2 separate regions of the Mus musculus genome follow, and region 2 is linked to region 1. Evidence: chromatin contacts called from public HiChIP or PLAC-seq data. All regions are on one chromosome and are shown on one strand. The core of a region is the stretch at or near the end of the contact, and the rest is flanking DNA. Distances in the headings are between cores, read along the strand shown. Region 1 overlaps Sgsm3 (small G protein signaling modulator 3). Region 2 has its middle 12 kb from the start of Gm52179.

Region 1 (5,075 bases), core at 682-3,181:
TTTCCTCTCTCTTTCTCTCTCCTTCTCTTCCTCTTTCCTTCTCTCTCTGTGTTTTGTTTTTCAGAGTCAGGGTTTCTCTGTATAGCTCTGGCTGTCTCTGGAACTCACTTTGTAGACCAAGCTGGCCTTGAACTCAAAGAGATCTGCCTGCCTCTGCTTCCTGAGCGCTGGGATTAAAGATGTACTCCACCATGCCTGTCCCTAAAATTTTTGTTATTTGTTTGTTTTTGAGACAGGGTTTCTCTGTGTAGCCCTGGCTGTCCTGGAACTCACTCTGGATGGCCTCGAACTCAGAAATTCGCCTGCCTCTGCCTCCAAAGTGCTGGGATTAAAGGCGTGTGCCACCATACCTGGCAAAACTTTTTTTTTTTTTAATAAAAATAAACTGTAATGAAAGGTTTTGTAAAGTAAAAAAATAAAAGCTTGGTGTTGCCAGTATGATGTATAATGGATTTAACCTTTCAGAGATGATTAGGTGTGCATGCCTTTAATTCCAGAACTTGGGAGGCAGAGGCAGGAGGATTTCTGTAAGTTCAAGGCTAGCCTGGTCTACAAAGTGAATTCCAGGACATAATATACAGAGAAACCCTGTCTCAAAGCAAAACTTTTGTGTATGAGTGTTTTTGCATGCGTGTATGTATGCCTGGTGCCCGAGGAGGTCAGCTGAAGACATTGGATCTCCTGGAACTGCAGTTGCAGATGGCTGTGAGCCACCATGTAGGTTTTAGAAGCATCTCTAGTGTCTATACTAGTTTCCTCCTTCCTTTTAGCCTTTCTCAGACTTTCCCAGCCCTGAGCCACTCTCACCAGTTTATCTGTTATCTGTAGCTTTCAGAGTCACCTCATCTCTTTACAGAAAAAAAAAGTGGTCTTTAGGCTCTTAGGTGCCACCAAAAATCAATGTTTTTGCCTATATTGGTTCAGCCTTTATGCTTCCTGGAAGATGTCTGGAGAAAGCCACTTGTGTGGCAGTAACTCTGCTGCCTTGTCAGGGATATATGTCCCTTCAGTCCATGTCAGGAGACCACAGGAAGTGAACGGTACCTCTGCACCTGCATACAGTGGCAACATTTGTGGGAAAATGTGGGATTGGTAAACTAGGAAGGGACACACAGCATCAGAACTGGCTCTCTTAAGCTTGTACATTTAATTGTTACAATTTCTTCTGAGCAACTCAGAAGTGGCTGCATCAATTAAGGTTTTCTAAGGTTTCTTTTAAAAAGACTACAAGAGGGCAGCCATAGACCAGGTATTTGTGGAGACTAACTGTTTAGGCTAGGTCTGTCAGTTCTGGGTGCTTTCAGGGAAATTTCCATAGCAACCAGAAGCTGAAAAACCTGCCTGCCCAGCTCAGCAGTGTCACATCTGGGAGACTTAAGGTCAACCCTAAGTATATGTGTCCTTAAGTGCAACATGAATGAAATAGCAATCGAGGCTCTCAGCCTGTAAAAATGTGTACACCATCTGATCGATTCTCAGTGCTTGCACCCACAACATCTCCTACCCTGGGCATGGCCTTTCAGTCTCCATTGATTTCTGGGCACCTGGAGATATTGTTCAGTCCTACCAGATTTTGCTTGATGGCTGTTCAGAATCTGTGGATTTCTTTGCTGTCTGAGAACAGAGGTCAAAAGCCTGTCTTCAGGGTGAGCAGGGTGAGGTGCCCTTGGCATCTGCTGTTGCTTCCTCCCACTCTTCCCCCCACTGCATCCTAGGCTCTGAGCTCACTGGCCCCTCCCTGCATCTGGATCCTCCCTCAGTGAAGTCAGGCCTTGATCTCTAGCCTGGCTTTGGCCCTTGCTCAGACCTCAGCTCTCAAAGGCTCTTTTGATACAGAATTAGTCCCATCTTACTTTGTCTCTTATCTAATTTTCTACTACACTGCAACAGCCTGACCTTATCCACGGTTGTGCTGCCTGGCTCTGTGCTCAGTCATTGTTTGCTGAGTGACAGTGAGTAGGAGGCTGGTGAGAGGGGAACTGCTGTTGAGAACTCTCTTCCAGCCCCTTCTGCCCTCCAGCAGATGTCGGTTCCTCCTCTTTAAACAACCTCTTTTCCTCCATGTTTTTGCTCCATATTTTATCTCCTCCTTTCCCTCTTCCTTTTTCTTTTTCTGACAGGGTCTTATTATGTAGCCATGGCTGGCCTGGAACTCATAAAGATCCACCTGCCTCTGTTGGGATTAAAGGCATGTACTACCCTGCCTAGTTGATTTCTCCTTTTTTTTTTTTGTTTTGTTTTTTTTTTTTTTTTTTTTTTTTTTTTTTTTATTTATTTATTATATGTAAGTACACTGTAGCTGTCTTCAGACGCACCAGAAGAGGGCATCAGATCTCATTACGGGTGGTTGTGAGCCACCATGTGGTTGCTGGGATTTGAACTTCGGACCTTCGGAAGAGCAGTCGGGTGCTCTTACCTACTGAGCCATCTCACCAGCCCCTTTTTGTTTTTTTTTGTTTTTTTTTGAGACAGGATTTCTCTGTGTAGCCCTGGCTGGAACTCACTCTGTAGACCAGGCTGGCCTCAAACTCAGAAATCCACCTGCCCCTGCCTTCTGAGTGCTGGGATTAAAGGCATGTGCCACCACTCCCAGCTGATTTCTCCATATTCTTGCTAACATTTTTTTAAAGAAAAAAATCAAAATTATGTATATGTGTCTTTGTATGTCTGTGTACATGTAAATGCCTTTGGGTCCAGAAGAAGTGATTGGATCGCCTGGAGCTGCAGTTACTGGCAGTTGTGAACTGCCTGATAGGAGTGCATTTAATTCAGGTCCTCTGAAAGAGGCTCGTAGCTGCTGAGCCATCGCTCCAGCCCCTCCTTTTTAAAAAATGTTTTCTGAGACAAGGTCTCATGTGGCCTAGGATTTGTCTTCATCCTCGTGCTGGGATTACAGGTGTACACTGCCACATTTAGTCACATGCAGTGTTGGGGACGCAGACTGAAGAGTTTGATGTGTGCGAGCGAGGAGAGCACTCTGGTGTTTGTTTGTGTGAGCCCTCATGGCTGTGGAGTAGCATGCCTTCACAGTTTAGATCTCCTTTGTGGTTGATGATAACCCAGTCACTTTCACCCGCTATTGGCCATTTCCCTCTCTTATTTGAGAAATGTATGTTCAAACATCTTTTAAATTTATTTTGTGTGTATGTCTGTCTCTGCATCACATATGTGCAGTGCCCTCAGAGGCTGGAAGAGGGCATTAGCTCCAGAGCTAGAGGTACAACCTGCCGAGAGCTGCGGGGTTGGTGCTGGAAACTGAACCCAAGCTCTGGAAGAACAGCCAGTTCTCTTAACCACTGAGCCATCTCTCTAGCCCTGCTTAACTATTTTTAAATTGGGCTTTTTGTGTCTTTACTGTTCAGTCTTTTTACTGTTGAGTCTTTAAAAACAAACAAACAGGACAGAAAAGAAGTGACAAGACACTGACAATGATGAGAGAAATTTGTATTTGTTTGTAGAATGGGAATATGGTATATAAAGGCTGTTCAGCCAGCACCACCACTACCATACCACCAACAATACAAAACAGAACAATGAAAACCCAATCCGGGGGCTGGTGAGATGGCTCAGTGGGTAAGAGCACCCGACTGCTCTTCCGAAGGTCCAGAGTTCAAATCCCAGCAACCACATGGTGGCTCACAACCATCAGTAAGGAGATCTGACTCCCTCTTCTGGAGTGTCTGAAGACAGCTACAATGTACTTACATATGATAAATAAATCTTTAAAAAAAAAAAATATCTTCGAGGAGGGGAGTGGTATGAGATGAGTGACCTCTCCTTTGCTTTCCTAACAGGGCTGATGAAGCCTCAGGACAGTCAGAGAAGCCAATGATGACCGCTTGTGCCTAGACCTATGAAGTCCTGCCGTCGTCCACAGCACATGATGTCAGGTGGGAGCAAGGCCTGCATACTCACCAGGAGCCCGTAGTGGAGCTGACTTGTGATTTCATAACCAGCCTTCCACTGAGGCAGAGCCTCAGCACCTCACAAGTCTTAGGGCAGCCCGGGCTGTGAGGCCTTTTCTCAGAAAACAACCCAAACCACCGGAGAGACTCTGCTAGATGAAAGAAGTGGGAAAGAGGGAGGAGAGGCTTGGGCTTTGGGGCTTTGGGGTTGGTGACCGATGCTGTCTTCTCTGTTAAGTCTCTAGCTTCCTGCTCCTCTGGCCTGTTAATCCTCCCACTGTGGCGGAGGAGGAGGCAAAGAATCTGTGTTTATGTGTTGGACGTGCTGTTGGTTTTCCACAGTGTTCATTTTTCCGCTGTTCACCAGCCTCCTTGGCCCACTCTGTACACCCAGTCTTTTTCATGCTGATTCCCTTGGATAAGGGAGGCATATCTCACTTCAATGGGGCCTCCACATTTTCATTCATTCATTCATTCATTCATTCATTCATTTATTCATTCACTTTCTGAAATAGGATCTTACTATGTATTCCTGGCTGGCTTGGAATGAGAACTTACTACCTAGACCGGGCTGGCCTCAAACTCAAATTCGTGTGCCTCTGCTGGGATTAAAGGTGTCTGCTGCTATCATGCCTGGTGTTTCTGCTTTTCTTGATCATTCTTATCTTTGGTCTTTGTAGGAAACCACACGCCTTCTGCCAGTGGCCCTTTCTCTGCCCTGACTCCAAGCATATGGCCCCAGGAGATCCTGGCAAAATACTCACAGGTACAACAGTTAGCATAGCCAGGACCAGCCTGCCATGCCACTATGCCTTTCATGAAGAGATTTACCTTTGCAGGTATTCTGGGAATGGATGACCCACTCAGTGTTCTCACAGGTCATGACTCAGTACTTGAGATAACATCGTAGTTTCTTGGGCTTGTGGGAATCAGTCATTAGCTAGGAGGAAGATTAACTGGAGACACGGGAGGACTGAATGACTAGTCAGCCCTTGTAGGTGAATGACAGCCAGAGAAGGCATCACAGAAGGGTAGCCTTTCTCAGGGTGGGTTCTAGCAGTCAGCATGTGGAACTGCTTTACAGTAGAGGACTAGACAAGCCTTCTTCCTTACTCTGATTCTAGAAAGAAGAATCCTCAGAGCAGCCAGAGCTCTGCTATGATGAGTTTG
Region 2 (4,877 bases), core at 1,734-4,233, 270 kb after region 1:
GGTGGCTCACGCCTTTAATCCCAGCACTTGGGAGGCAGAGGCAGGAGGATTTCTGAGTTCAAGGCCAGCCTGGTCTACAGAGTGAGCTCCAGGACAGCCAGGGCTGCACAGAGAAACCCTGTCTCAAAAAACAAAACAAAAATTAGAAATATCTGTGTGCCAAAGAGAGAAATCAGACAGAACAAGCAACCCAGAGAAAGGGAAGATGTGTTTGCAAATTGTCTACCTGGTGAGGGGTTAAGGTCAGACTACAGAAGGAACTCCTGAAAGCCAAGGAGAAATGAGTGAGGGAGTTGCCCCCAACGAAAACATGCAAACGGACAACAGACGTATGGAGAGACATTGCACGTCGGCAGTCCAGAGCATCATAATGAGATTCCACTTTACATCCACCAAAATTGCCATTACAAAAAGGACTCTGTGAAGCCGGGACTCTTGGGCGTTGCTGGCAGGAATGCAAAGATGGTCCAGCTGCCTGTGGGAAACTGCGCGGTGGCTCCTCAACAGTTATAAACAGAGTCACCACGGGATCCAGCAGTTTCATTTCTGATAACAGGGATTTGAATCTTCTCATACCCCCTGTGCATAGAAGCATTATTCATAAGAATCAAACAATGAATGCAATCTGCATGTCCGCCAACAGAGGTAGGTGGGGCCAGGGAGAAGGCTCAATGGTAAGGGTGCTGGCCACCAAGCCGGGTGACCTGTGGTCAATTCCCAGGCCCCGTGTAGTGAAAAGTGAGAACTCATTTCCGTAACTTGTCCTCCGAACTCCACGGATATGCCATACATACTGTGTGTGTACCCTCCAATCAATAAAAAGATACATAAATAAATGAAATATAAAGAAATAACACAGGGTAGGTTATAGTTTGGGTCTTGAATACCTGAGGGGTTCCATGCACTGAAGGATTGGTTCCCAGAGTGGTGGTATCAGGAGGTTGGGAAGTCCCTGGCAGCTACTCAGATCATTCGGGGTATTCTTGAAGGGAACTGTGGAACCTCAGTCTCTTTCTCTTTCTTCCCTGGCTTATTCAGTGAGTGAGCTGTCCTGATACTTGCCCTGTAGACTAGGCTGTCCTTGAACTCAGCGAGATCCTCCTGCCTCTGCTTCCTATGTTTTTTTTAAAAGAAATTCTTGTACATGAGCTGCCTCCCACTAAGATGGGGATCAAGAGGTCAGCCTTGGAGATGAGTGAGATAAAAGCTTTTATACTCTAGGAGTAGGGGTTTCCAAATGGGGGAATCTGGCAGACAAACAGGTAGGGTTATAGGAACAGAACATAACCACCCCCTGTAACAAAGACACGCTTGCAAAGTGGTCATAGCAATAGTGGTCATAATAACTTTCTAAAATAAAGACATGGTCATTGTTTCCTGAAACAGGCAGTACAGAGCCATTTGTAGTGAAGGTTATAGGTGGCCTATAGCATAGGCCAATAAGTGAGAAGCAGATTTAATCATAAACAGGAACGAACCTACTTTGTCTTTACTATAAGATGGCTTTCAAGCCTAAGATTGAGGCAGGCTTATAAATAAATAACCAGTGAATTTCATTATCGCAGGCATTTTGGAATGTTGGTGGAATATTAATATGGTGTGCTAGTATATTTAGTTCTATACAGCTTTAAGAAAGGGTGGAATTTTGGCATAAGCTCCAAGAAGGATGAATCTTCAGGATGTGTGCGTGAGTAATACAAACCAGTCTCAGAGAGCAAGGTGGCACCTACCTAAAATTCCAGCACTGGTGAAGTGGACAGAGTCACCCTCATAATTCTTTATGTAGCTGTTCCAAGCCAGCTTGGGGTATGAGGGGCCCGGTCTCAAAGAAAACCAACAAGGGTGTCTTAGTCAAGGTTTTACTGCTGTGAACAGATATCATGACCAAGGCAACTCTTCCAAGGAAATTTCTTTGGGGCTGGTTCGGAGGTCTAGTCCATTATCATCATGGCAGGAAGCATGACAATGTCGAGGCAGACATGGTGCTGGAGAAGGAGCTGAGAGTTCCACCTCTTGTTCCCAAGGCAAACAGGAGAAGACTGTCTTCTAAGCAGCTAGGAGGAGGGTCTCAAAGCCCACCTACACAGCGACATACTTCATCCAACAAGGCCACACCTCCTAAAAGTGCCACTCCTTGTAGGTCAAGCCTATTCAAACTATCACATAGGGCTAGCAAGATGTTCATCAGGAGATGGCATTTGCCACCAAGCCTGACAACCCAAGTTGGATCTTCAGAACCAACATGGCAGAAGATGACAGACTCCCCCAAGCTGTTTCTAGCCTCCAAGTGGAGGATCCCACCCCACAGATACATTCACACATACAACACTCAGCACAAACATGTATCACACACATCACACTTCCTACACACATCACACATGCTACACACACATCACAAAGACACAAATAATGCAATCATACTCCATACCTCATACATATACACCCCACCACATGTACCTTTTCCACACAATCACATGTCACATATACCAAAAACATAGCAGCCCCCCATACATGTTCCCCAGATCCCAGAAGACATAGACTGCACACCTCTCCATATGTAGCACACGCACACTGAAGGCTCATTCAGACCCATCCTGACTTGCAGGAGGTCTCCTGAGTGCTTGGAACACGAACGAAAAATGTGTCACTTTTCTACGTAAACACCTCTTTCTCCCGCTGCCCTAGCTCAATAACTCATGTGCAATGAGTCAATCATAAACGTGTGTGCCTCCCAGGACTCCAGGGAAGCCTGAGTCTATCCTCCCTCCCAGCAAATTTGCTGCTTCCTGCCCTGTTCTGCAATTCTTCTACAGGGAGCTTCATTTTACAGCTTAATACCCCAAGAGAGGCACAAGACAAAATCCACAGAGGGAGAGTGACACCAGGCTTCAGTCATCGTGAGGAGGGAGGGAGCCTAGGGAGCCAGCCTCGGCTGCTCTCCAGCAGTGACGGAGGAGAATGCAGGGCTGGATGAGGTGTGACCAGAAAGGCAGCCAGCCAGTAGCACCGGGAGCTGCGGTGGAGACTGTGCCAGCCTCTCAGGAGTTGTATCTGGCCAGTCATCTTTTCTTCTCACTGCCAGCAGGCTGAGAGCAACGCCTGGCTAGCTCTCCAGGTCTTGGAGGCAGCAGATAAAAAGAAACAATGAGATGCCATGAACAGTCAGGAACAAAGGGTCCCAGCCGCATCCTTGTGAGTGCTGCAGAGTGACTGAGAACAGCAGAGCAGCCCCCAAAGTCCCCTCTCCAGGGTGATGTCCTGTGCTCCCCAATCCTCTCACTGTACCCCCATTGTTTTAGTTTGGATTCCAGCTGTTCCCCCAAAGACCTATGTGTCAAAGGCCTGTCTCCTCAGAGTGGGTACCTTTAAGAGGTGGGAGAGGTGGGTCCGGATGGGTGGGGTGTGGGGTCGGGAGTATGGAGTGTGGGGATACATCCTAGATCATTTGGGTGGCTCTTGAAGGTCATAGTGTGACTGCACCCTCCCACCTTGTTCCAGCCGTGAAAAAAAAAAAAAAAAAAAAAAAAACAAGTTTTATGCTGCCACCATGATGTGCTGCCATGCCACAGTTACAAAGCAACAGAGCCAGCCAGGCTGGACCCTCCAAAGCCTGGAGCCACAGCAGCCCTGCTCTAGATGCTGAAAATCTCAGCTATTTCTTACAGTATCATGAAGCTGACTGTATTAGTTGTTTGTTTCTTTGCTGAGTGAGACCAAAGCTGCTTAAGGCTTTTTCTTTCCTCCTCCTCCTCCCCCCACTCCTCCTCCTTGCCTCACAGTTTAAGGGGAATAGTTCATTATAGCAGAGAAGACATGGTGACAGGAACTTGAGGCTGCTGTTACATGTCACCCACAGTCAGGAGCAGAGAGAGACAATTGCTGGTAATCAGCTCACACTCCCCTTTCTGTAGAGTCCAGGATCCCGATCCTGGTGCCACCCACAATTAAGATGGGTTTTCCCACCTCAGTTAACCTGTCCTAGGGCGTCTCTACCTGCACAGCCAGAGGTGTGTTTCCCAGGTCCTCGTGATTTAAGAAAACCTGTACCTATTAATTGAATAATTCTCTGTAAAATGTATTTTAAAAATCAGATATCGCATGCCTGCAATCCCAGCACTTGGGAAGGAGAGGTAGGCAGATCTCTGTGAGTTCTAATCTAGCCTGGCCTACAGAGTAAGTTCCGGGTCAGCTGGTGCTACAGAGATGAGATCCTGTCTCAAAAATGTATTTTAGGCTGGGCGTGGTGGTGCATGCCTTTGATCTCAGCACTCGGGAGGCAGAGGCAGGCAGATTTCTGAGTTCAAAGCCAGCCTGGTCTACAAAGTGAGTTCCAGGACAGCCAGGGCTATACAGAGAAACCCTGTCTCGAAAAAACAAAAAACAAAAAAACAACAACAACAAAAATGTATTTTAACCTGTAAATTCCATCAAAATAATGAGATCTGAAGAAGTCAAAAGCTAAAGCCTCTTTTCTGAGCACTGCTGATGGAAAATTCTGGAATTCTGCAGATACCAGTTCCATTCCTTCTACACCCTTTACTGCTTCTGCTGTGGTGGGTTATGGGCTGAGTCTGTGCATGTAGAGGCTCAAGGCCAATGCTGGGGTCACCATTAGTCACTCCTCCACTTTATTCATTGAGGGAAATTCACCAAGATGGCTAACTTGCTCTGGGGAAATCTCCTGCCTCCACCCAAGGCTGGAAGTTCAGGTGGGCTGCCGTGCTTACCCAGAATTCACATGAGCTTCTGAGGATCCAAATTACAACCTCCATACTTGTGTGGTGAGCGCTTTAACCGCTGAGCCATCTCTCCAGCCCATAGCTTATATTTCAAAGAGAACAGTGATGTGGAAGGGAGGGAGGAGGGAAGAAGGAAGA

The links. HiChIP or PLAC-seq counts read pairs in DNA pulled down with a chosen protein or histone mark.
Region 2: a FOXA1 HiChIP or PLAC-seq map of pancreatic cancer cells shows a contact between it and region 1. The contact joins two enhancer-like sites. A contact is called at or near these places in 1 of 15 datasets of contacts at CTCF or cohesin (pro-B cells), 2 of 484 Hi-C or Micro-C datasets (bone marrow-derived macrophages and nephron progenitors), 3 of 115 datasets of contacts at active chromatin or transcription factors (double positive thymocytes, embryonic stem cells and pancreatic cancer cells) and 2 of 9 other capture datasets (adipose tissue and pancreatic islet).

The regions. Positions count from the first base shown.
Region 1 is chr15:80,998,775-81,003,849 of GRCm38.p6, forward strand. It overlaps Sgsm3 (small G protein signaling modulator 3), which reads left to right. Exons shown (of 22, transcript NM_134091.2): 2 at 3,795-3,890; 3 at 4,586-4,671; 4 at 5,030-5,075. The coding sequence starts at 3,884. Among named protein-coding and RNA genes, the nearest start is that of Sgsm3, 24 kb to the left of the region's middle. Within about 2 kb of position 1,932, at least 57 of the 459 cell types and tissues checked have an H3K27ac peak or open chromatin away from gene starts, as enhancers often do. A contact at or near this core is called in pancreatic cancer cells, where this site is marked.
Region 2 is chr15:81,269,763-81,274,639 of GRCm38.p6, forward strand. No RefSeq gene overlaps it. Among named protein-coding and RNA genes, the nearest start is that of Gm52179, 12 kb to the left of the region's middle. Within about 2 kb of position 2,984, at least 110 of the 459 cell types and tissues checked have an H3K27ac peak or open chromatin away from gene starts, as enhancers often do. A contact at or near this core is called in pancreatic cancer cells, where this site is marked.